Linked DNA regions of Mus musculus: all the other regions are linked to region 1. The links are chromatin contacts, called in public HiChIP or PLAC-seq and capture Hi-C maps. All regions are on one chromosome and are shown on one strand. The core of a region is the stretch at or near the end of the contact, and the rest is flanking DNA. Distances in the headings are between cores, read along the strand shown.

Evidence for each region. HiChIP or PLAC-seq counts read pairs in DNA pulled down with a chosen protein or histone mark. Capture Hi-C pulls out chosen DNA fragments and counts their contacts.
Region 2: a capture Hi-C map of macrophages shows a contact between it and region 1, with 3 times the contacts expected there. The contact joins the promoter of Golgb1 here to the promoter of Cd86 in region 1. A contact is called at or near these places in 1 of 39 promoter capture datasets (pre-B cells), 3 of 115 datasets of contacts at active chromatin or transcription factors (effector CD8 T cells, memory CD8 T cells and microglia) and 1 of 9 other capture datasets (macrophages).
Region 3: a BATF HiChIP or PLAC-seq map of CD8 T cells shows a contact between it and region 1, with 18 read pairs. The contact joins the enhancer-like site here to the promoter of Cd86 in region 1. A contact is called at or near these places in 10 of 39 promoter capture datasets (cranial neural crest, embryonic stem cells, hippocampal neurons and 6 more), 5 of 484 Hi-C or Micro-C datasets (Th1 cells, bone marrow-derived macrophages, macrophages and 1 more), 7 of 115 datasets of contacts at active chromatin or transcription factors (CD8 T cells, bone marrow-derived macrophages, effector CD8 T cells and 3 more) and 6 of 9 other capture datasets (adipose tissue, bone marrow-derived macrophages, embryonic stem cells and 3 more).

Annotation. Positions count from the first base shown.
Region 1 is chr16:36,664,483-36,667,695 of GRCm38.p6, forward strand. Cd86 (CD86 antigen) reads right to left here and starts at 1,595. Exons shown (of 8, transcript NM_019388.3): 1 at 1,466-1,595. The coding sequence starts at 1,479.
Region 2 is chr16:36,883,289-36,886,501 of GRCm38.p6, forward strand. It overlaps Golgb1 (golgi autoantigen, golgin subfamily b, macrogolgin 1), which reads left to right and starts at 1,723. Exons shown (of 22, transcript NM_030035.1): 1 at 1,723-1,900; 2 at 2,846-2,940. The coding sequence starts at 2,848. 4930565N06Rik (RIKEN cDNA 4930565N06 gene) reads right to left here. Exons shown (of 3, transcript NR_040476.1): 2 at 3,063-3,213.
Region 3 is chr16:36,475,605-36,478,817 of GRCm38.p6, forward strand. No RefSeq gene overlaps it. Among named protein-coding and RNA genes, the nearest start is that of Stfa3, 22 kb to the left of the region's middle. Within about 2 kb of position 1,452, at least 82 of the 459 cell types and tissues checked have an H3K27ac peak or open chromatin away from gene starts, as enhancers often do. A contact at or near this core is called in CD8 T cells, Th1 cells, bone marrow-derived macrophages and 2 more, where this site is marked.

The DNA.
Region 1 (3,213 bases), core at 345-2,844:
ACAATTCAGCACTATGGCTTCTACAGCTCCGTGGAAACTCTAAGGTATGACACTTTTTCATATACATTTATTTATATGAAAATTTAAAATTATGCTCGAGAGGAAAGAAATTGTTTTAACTTGGAAATTAATCTGTAAACTTTTGAAATAAAAGCAACAAAGGGGCTTCTGAAACCAGTTGGCACTGGGTAGAAGAGAGAATCCCAAAGTGCAGGAATAAATAACAAAGGGCAGAAAAACAACTGTGCCTCGAACCGACCATGCCTCCAGCCGCCCAAGCAAAAGAAGGGCAGGCATAGCTGCTTCTAGGAATCCTGTGCCCTGAGAACCTGCCACAGCAAAGAGGACAAAAAGGATTTCACTTCCATCCTCAGGAGCCTGGGAGCCTTGCTCAGCTATTAATTAATACAATGATACTGCCTGTCCGGATACCACTGTGAAGTGTGACATTAATGAAATAATATTAGCGAAGTGCACAACATGCCAGGCATCCCACAGACACTGGGTAACTGAGTTACTCCCATTGCCTATTTGTGTCTTAGTTTGTTGTTATTGTTGCTGTTGTTTTCTTGAATACAGTCACCCCTCAGAATCTGAACAAATTCCAAAATCTTGGGTACTCACGTTCCCAGTATAAAGTGAGGTCATAATTTGCATGTACTTTAAATTATCCCTAGATTACATACAATGCATACATAATTACATATACAATGTAAATGAATAACAACAAGAGCCCTGTGCCTGTTCAGTATAGGCACAGCTATAGGCGAGCTGCATTTCTATCTTAAATGGGAAGTTGCTCACAGGTGGCCCGCTGAGTCCATGGATGTGGAACTTGTGCATTGAAAGAGCTGTCTGTGCCTTTTCTCTGCATTTTCTTTGACCTTTCTTCTTTTGCCTTCTCTATTTGACTTCTTCACTTTTATATCAAACTTTAAAAAAAAAGTGCCACCTCTCTTTTCTCATACTTATACAGATATTTAAAAACCCAATCCAGACTTAAAAATCAACGACTGTAGATATTTAATATCTGAAACACAAATCAATCACCTTTGGGGGGGGAAACTATCAGCTGCTTTCTTTTGGTACCTCAGATAAGTCTTACCCCCATGAAGGAAAAAAAAAGTCATTGTAGGAAAAAAAAGGGAAAGGAAGAAAGGAAGGGAGGGAGGGAGAGAGGGAGAGAGGGAGAGAGGGAGAGAGGGAGAGAGGGAGAGAGGGAGAGAGAGAGAGAGAGAGAGAGAGAGAGAGCTTCCTGATGTGGGAGCCAGTTACCATTTTCACATAAATAGCACCTTCCCTTCTGCGCTCTCACTTTGGGTCATTAAATAGACACATTGCACACGAGAGCTGTCTAGGGCGGCTGGCTCGAAGGACAGAAATGAGAGTGTGGTCTCCAGTCTCAGCCTCCCGCTGAGGTCATAATTCACAAGTCATACTGCAAATAGTAGAAGCGACCACTTACCATCTGGGGTCCATCGTGGGTGCTTCCGTAAGTTCTGGAACACGTCTACAGGAGTCTGGTTGTTCAAGTCCGTGCTGCCTACAGGAGCCACTCTTACGCGTCTGCTTGCTCCTCTTTCTTCCTCAGCAATGACTGTGTACCCTGGTGGTTGACTTTTTCTTAAGGGTTGTTCCTCTTTTCTTAGACTTGAGGAAGATATCTTTAACCCTTTCTTTGCTTTGTAGATTATTCGAGTTCGGTTTCAGTCTTGAGGGTTTTGTTTGTTTTTTAAACAATTCAGGGGGCAGGCAGGAGTGGGTGGGTAGGTGGAGGAACACCCGCATAGAAGCAGGGGGAGGGGGATGGGATAGGGAGTTTCTTTGGGGAGGGGGGGTGGGACAGGGGATAACATTTGAAATGTAAATAAAGAAAATAACCAATTTTTAAAAATTCAACTGTAAAAACAAAACAAATCAAAACATTCAGTGCCTTGAGTTCCAACAAGATGTTCAAAAGAAACCAAGAAGCCCAAGACAAGCAATGTTGTGAAATCAACTGACCAACTTTGTCCACTTGATAGAGCTACCATAGTCCTTAGACATAACCTGGCGAAATGGGAAGCCTTATAGGGCTGAGAAGTGCTTAGGTGACTGTTGCCTTCAGACAACTATATCAGATAAGGGGTTTAGGTATGCGGAAATTGACTTGCTAAAAGTGACTCGTACAGCAATAAAGAGGCTTCTACAAGGCAGTGCTGGAGCCCCTCCATCAGAGCTGCTCCACCCTGCTGAGGAGAAGTCTATAACATCCCTGCAGTGTCCTCCAGCAGACATAAGGGAGAACACCAGAACACCGGCAGTATCGAAACGCCATCTCTTTTCATTCAGACGAGGAAACCATCATATGTGGTTTCTGCCTTTTTCCCCCCTTTTCCTGTACACCTATTGATTTCACAACATTGCTTGTCTTGGGCGTCTTAGTTTCTTTTGAACATCCTGCCCGAACTCAAGGCACTGCATTGGTTTCTTGTTTTTTGGTTTTTTTTAATCTCAAGATTTAAACCGAACATAGCATACCAAAACACAATAAGACCAGGCACAAATCCTCATCTCGAGGCTAGACAAGACAACCCAGTAGAAGGGGAAAAGTACCGTGAGTAGACAAGAGTCAGAGACAAGTGCACTTCCACTCTATGGAGTCCCACAAAAACCCCCAGCTAAACAAGCACAGCATTTATGTAGAGCACCTAGCACAGACCCAGACAGGCTCCAGAATTGCTGCTTCACGTCTCTGTGAGCCCCCATGAGCCCTGTTTAGTAGATGCTGTGGGCTATGTCCTCCTGGTATCCTTGACTCCTCTAGCTTCTAAAATCGCCCTCTTCTAAGGGGTTCCCCAAGCTCTTGCCTAACGTTTGGGGGTGGGCCTCTGCATCTACTCCCATCAGCTGCTGGAGGAAATGTCTCACAGTGATTGGACTTGGCACCAATCTATGAGTATAGCCGATAATCATTAGGAATCATTTCGTTGACTTGTTTTGTTGTTGTCAGTCATGTTTGGCTCTATCCTAGGGCTCTGCCGCTATCTAGCTTCCGGCTTCCAGCTTCCAGCTTCCAGCCATCCAGGCATGGGATCCCTCTCCTAGCTTGGGCCTCAAGTTAGACCAGTCATTGGTTGGCCACTTTCACAGGCTCTGAGCCTTCACTGCCCCCCCCCCTGCCCCCAGCACATCTTGCAGGCAGGGCAGTTTGTTTATAGACAGCTCTGTGAC
Region 2 (3,213 bases), core at 473-2,972, 220 kb after region 1:
CTTTTCTGTAGAAGATGTATGCAAATATTTATGTTTACAAAAGATTCATTAATGATTACATTCATTCCCTTTATTAAAATCTCCATAGAGGGCTGAGAATGTAGACGAGTGACAGTGTCTGCATAGCATTCACAAGGCCCTGAAACCTCAGCACCACAAAGTAAAGTGAAGCAAAGTAGCATAGGGGCCTAGGAGCATAGTTCAGTCGTAGAGTGATTATATAGTGTTTGTTGTGTAGGGCCTCAGATTCAATCCCAACACAAAACTAAAGTAGCACACAAAACTGTAGAAAATCGGTCTTAGAAATTTGAAAATAAAGTTTAGAATCTGTGTTGTGATGAGTGTTGTGATGACTTATTTTTCAAACTGACAAATGATTGTACCTGTCCCTTTGTACTAATATATGGCCCCATGTTACCCTTCCATTCACTAGTTCTGCTGTAGCGCTAGTAAGGAGGTCCTGTGCTACCCTTCTCTGTTGCTTCTCCCATCTCACACATCTGTGAATGTGTAAGCTACACTCGAGAAACAGCATCCTTGCTGAAGACCATGGGCACCCTAACCATGATTACCCTGAGCAGGAAGATGCAAATTACTTTTCATATTTCTCCCTTTTGGGAGTTTTTTAAGGTCCAGATATCACTTAAAGAACATAAAATTCACTGTAGTTTGTAGTGTTATATACACATCAGTTCCATGTCAGTATTTTTTTCTGTCACTGCATAATATTATTTTATAGATTATATGGACTGGTAAATGCCATTTCTCTCACTGTGTAACATAATAGTTATAAAAGCAAATTAATTTTAGTACAACTTCAGATTTACTTATAACTTAAAAAGATTAGGGGCTAGAGAAATGGACCAGTAATTAAAAGCACTGGCTGCTCTTTGAGAGAACCTGGGTTCAGTTCCCAGTTCCCCTGTGGTAGCTCACAACTGCCTGTAACTCCAGGGGATCCAAAGACTGGCCCTGGTGGGCACTGCATGCACATACCTAGATGCATAGACTAGACATTACACACAAGCAAAGCGCCCATACACATAAAGTAAAAATTTTAGAATTTATAAAGATTAATACAGAGATATCGTTGTATGTTGTTTTTATAATGTCTCTTTATCTGAGCAGTTACATGGTTTTCGAAACCCTAAGTGTTAGTGCAGGGCCATTAACTAGCTACAGGGACAGCTCACTTACATTTCACCATTCTTCTCACTGACATCCTTTCCCGTTTCGAATTCAGTCTGACATCCTAGTTTGGATTTAGTCAGCATGGCCTCACTTGCCCTAGCCTTTGGTTTTCTATGTGCTTTACTTTGAAGAACATAGGAAAGGTGTTTTTAGAATGTCCTGTTTTAGGTTTTTCATAACCTTGGGTTATGGATTTGCAGGAAGAACCCTATAGAAATAAGGTAATCACATCAGAGTGCTGTTATGTTGTGATACTTGACAGGGGCATGCAGCCAGGGGAGGGTGGAAATAAGATCTACTTCCTAAAGGGGATATTGTTATGTTAATATTTTGGAATTAATGTGTAAGGCAATTCGTTTTTTTTTTTATTTTAATATATGTATTTGTCAGTGTCAACTAATAGATACATTTTTATTTGAATTACATTTCTCTCTGAGGTTTTGATTAACTTATTTTTTGAATTTTAAAATTTAATTGTTTAACCACCATTTGTCCATTTTATTTTATGTGTGTGCATGTTTTGCCTGCAAGCATGTTTGTACACCAAGTGCATGCAGTGCCCGAAGAGGTCAGAAGAGGGCATCAGATCCCCTAGGCCTGGAGCTACAGACAGTTGTGAGCATCCACATGGTTTCTGAGAAGTGAATTCTGGGCCCTCTGGAAGAGCGACTGGCGTTCTTAACCTCTGACCAACTCTGAAGACCCCACTGTGAGTCATCTTTAGCCTTGCCCAGGGAGAGCAAGGGAGGGAGAGCACCTTTAGGTTGGCTCCTTGTCATGTGACCCATATTTTCCGAGGTCTTCCTTCTTGTCACTGTCTTGCCTTGCATCTTCTCTGCGTAGCCTGCCATTTCTTCAAGCAGGGGCCTTTTATATATCGCTGTGTTTGATGGGCTCATGCTTTGTTATGATCACGTGGACTGTTGGCCTATAGTAACTTGTCTTGTCCGTAATGTCATCTTTTTTCACTTTACTGTATTGCTAAGCTTGTGAAATGAGATGCAAAGTGCCACCTCCTGTCTTCTGGAAGTGATGGAAACTTGGAATTGTTCAATCCTCCTGCTCTAAGGCTTCTTTCCTTTTTTTCTGCTTTTGTTGCTTTTTGTTTCCTTTTTCTAATTCCTTGCAGAACAAGCATGGGGCACTGCTTTCAGCCACTCACTAACATAAAACTTTAGTCTATTCTGAGCAGCAACTTCACTGAAATCACATGGTTTGCCAGGAAATCCACATGAAAGGACACATGGAAGGGAAATTTCCCTGAATCTTGGCATTTAGTTGAAAAATCAGAAAAGGATAAGTCTGGACAAAGGAAAACCTAAGATTTTTGCTTAACTATGATGAAAGGCAGGGCATTAAAGACAGCCTTTAAGACATACTTGCCCATTATGTCCCTGTAGTTAAGAATTATCTTCTTGCATCTTATTCCTCACAGTGACCCAAGTGACAGGGCTTATATATGGTACCTACACAGGACAGGGTGCGTCTGCACCGTGCACACTGCTGTCAGTGTGTCCCACGGTCACCGTTGCCTTGTTTCACATAGATGACACAGGTACCAGCGTCTAGCAGCACCTGCCTGCTCTGCTCGTGCTCCAGCAGCCTGTGTCCGCCTCTACTGATCCTTGCGTTTTCTCTTCTGTTTCACCAGCAGAGATGCTGAGCCGATTATCGGGGTTAGCAAATAATGTTTTGCATGAATTATCAGGAGATTACACTGACTGGAATTTGATGGCTTCCTCAGACGCTGTAAGTAGCTCTGGTGCATCCAACCTGATAGGACTCACATTCTGTGCTCTTCTGAGGAGAATGGCTTAAGCCAGAGGGGTGTGAGGGCCTCCCTTGTGCTAAGCAGAGGTGATGACACTTACCAACAAAAAGAATCGTAACTCTATCAGTGATCCTCTGCTGAAGCTTGTCAGCCAGAGAGCTGTGGGGATGACCACGGCTAGATGAGCCTAGGAAGCTCTGATGTCTGCTCAGCCTGTTAGGACCGCAGTCCCTGTCCTCGTCTCCCTCCTT
Region 3 (3,213 bases), core at 202-2,701, 190 kb before region 1:
CATTTGTGTGCGTGTGTGCACATGGGTGTCTGAGAAGGCCAGAAGAGGGTGTCAGCTGCCCTGGAGCTTGAGTTACGGTGATTGTAACCTGCCAGACACTTGTGATGGGAACTAAACCCTGGTCCTCTGTAAGAGTCATAGACCTCCTAACCTCTGACCTCCTAACCTCTGACCTCCTAACCTCTGACCTCCTAACCTCTGACCTCCTAACCTCTGAGCCACTCCTCCATTCCCTTCTCTCTAGTTTTTATTGTAGAATTTCCAAACACCCAGGCAGACTATGCAACAAAGACCACTGAACCACCGTGTAGATCAAACAATTATTAATTTCTGTGATATATATTTTAGTATTTATTCAGCTCTTTCTGAAACTGTTCATCATGCATTTCTTAAGGACAAAGCCATTCTTCCACACAATCAGTTTTCTGAAACCATGAGAGAATTCACGACACTTCCTAAACTTCTTATAAAACTCTGTTTATGGGCTGGAGTGTTGGCTCAGCCATTAAGCGCACTGGCTGCTCTTTCAGAGGACACAGGTTCAATTCCCAGCACCCTCATAGCGGCTCACAACTCTCTAATTCTCTAACATGCTATCTATAACCTTCTTATAGTCTCTGAGGGCACTATATACACACACAGTGCACAGACACACATACAGGCAAAAAACCCTATACATAAATTAAAATAAAATATATAAAATCTCAAAAAAAAAACCCTTTTAAGACTGCATTTGCATTTCTAGTACAACAAGCCACATTTGGTGACACTGAGTCCCTTTAGATTCATGTCACCTAGAAATACCTTTTATTTTATTTATTTTTAAAAAAGAAAATTGACAATGCTGGAGATTAAGCCAAGGCATAACACTTGATAGTCAAGTGTGCTACCACTCTAAAATAGTCATAGCCTTAATATGTAATCTTTAAAAAATATTTAATGTGTGTGTGTGTGTGTGTGTGTGTGTGTGCACCTGAGTGCATGATGCGTACCGCATATGTGTGGTGGCCTGAGGAGGTCAGAAAAGGGCATCAAATTCCCTGCACTTAAAGATGTAGATGTGGGGACTAGGAATTAAACACACACACACACACACACACACACACACACACACACACACACACACACACACACGAGCATGTGGTCCATTCCTCTAACTCTGGCACTCAGAGGGTAGGTGATTGTATGTCTCTGTAGGTGTGTATCTCTTCTAAAGGAGGCCTGCCAGTGGCCCTTTAAACTGTGTTGGCATCTTGGATTTATCTGATTTACCTTTGCAGTGTTTAGTTTCGTGACTGCCAGTTCCCAGCAGCATGTGAGGTTTTTCAGAAGTGGCCGTGGTTTGAACCCACAGTCTTTTGGTTTGAACAAATCTTTCATGGCTCAGGAAGACTTGTGACCATACACTGTCAGATCGGGGAACCTCCTCCCACACAGTAGGAAGCCAAGACCCTGAAAGGGTAAGTGTCATGGTTTCCTGTTGTTGCTGTAGTGTGTTACCACAGACCCTGAGACCCAGACCTCACATGACCCGGAAGCATCATTTCACGTATCTGGAGATCTGCTTGATTACATCATAGTGCCGGCAGACTGGAGGCCGGCAAACCAGCCTCGTTCCTGGCTTCCGCTTTCCTTGCTCTATGGCCACTTTCACCTTCAAAGTCTCTCTAATTCTGGCTTTGGCTTCCCTGCCTCCCTCTTTTACGTGAAAGGACTCTGGAGATAACATTGGGCCCACCCAAAGAACCTAGGACACACTTCTGATCTCAGGGTTGTCTGATTAACAACCTAAATTCCACATGCAACCTCATTACTGGCCATTAACATAACAGGCTTTGCGGGCCAGGACATGGACACTATTGGGAGCCATTTTGCAGGCCACTCAGTAATTAGGAGCTCCTTACTAGGACTTTAACACGGCGGTTCTCTCAACCTTTGGGGGTCCACTGACCTGTCGCCTCAGCTCATCAGAAAACACAGGAATTTAGTTACATTACAATTTACAACAGGGGCAAAACTGCAGTTATGACGTAGCAATGAAAATAATGTTGTGATTGGGAGTCAGCACAGCATGACAGACTGTATCAAAGGGTCACAGCGTTAGGAAGGGTGAGATTCTTTAGCACACGGTACTCTCAGGTGCTTGTTTTATACTGGAATTCAGCAAAGGGTGGGAAGAGCTGAGCTCTATCCAAGGCTTAGTGAAAGAGGCATTGCAAGGATCATATGGTAACTTTAAATTTGGACATCCAGGGGGAGACATCTGAAGGACAGCAGTAATCTGTTCACCTAAAGACAGTGGATTTTAAAATATATTTATGTTTATTTCATGTGTGTGAGTATTTGCCTGCATGTATGCCTGTGAATCATGTGGGGGGGGGGGGCATAGAGGCTGGAAGAGGCAGTCAGGTCCTCTGGAAGTGGAGTTACAGATGGTTTTGAGCCACCGTGTGAATGCTGGGAACTGAACGAGGGTCTTCGGGAAGAGCAGCTATCTTTCCAGTCCATTTTTTTGAGACAGGGCTTTACCCTGTAGCCCCTACTGGTCTCGAACTTACATCATCCCCTTTCAGCCCTCTTAGTGCGGGGATTATTGTCCTCTGGGCTGCCATTTATCCCAAAGCTTCCCCTGTGACATATCCTGTTTGCAATGTAGGTTCGATGTAAACACCTCATGTCTTCTTGTTTCAAAGGTTCATGATAGAGCTTTTGTTTTTCCTTCCTCTTTTGCTGTCCCAGAGTTCAACCTGAGCTCTTGCACAAGGTAAGAGGGCATGTTTCCCACTGGACTCACACCTCCAGGGAAGGCACACCTCTAACTGAACTCACACCTCCAGGGAAAGCACACCTCCAACTGGATTCACACCTCCAGGGAGGGCACACCTCCAACTGGACTCACACTTCCAGGGAAGGCACACCTCCAACTGGACTCACACCTCCAGGGAAGGCACACCTCCAACTGGACTCACACTTCCAGGGAAGGCACACCTCCAACTGGACTCACACCTCCGGGGAAGGCACCCCTCCAACTGGACTCACACTTCCAGGGAAGGCACACCTCTAACTGAACTCACACCTCCAGGGAAAGCACACCTCCAACTGGATTCACACCTCCAGGGAGGGCACACCTCCAACTGGACTCACACTTCCAGGGAAGGCACACCTCCAACTGGATTCACACCTCCAGGGAAGGCACCCCTCCAACTGGACTCA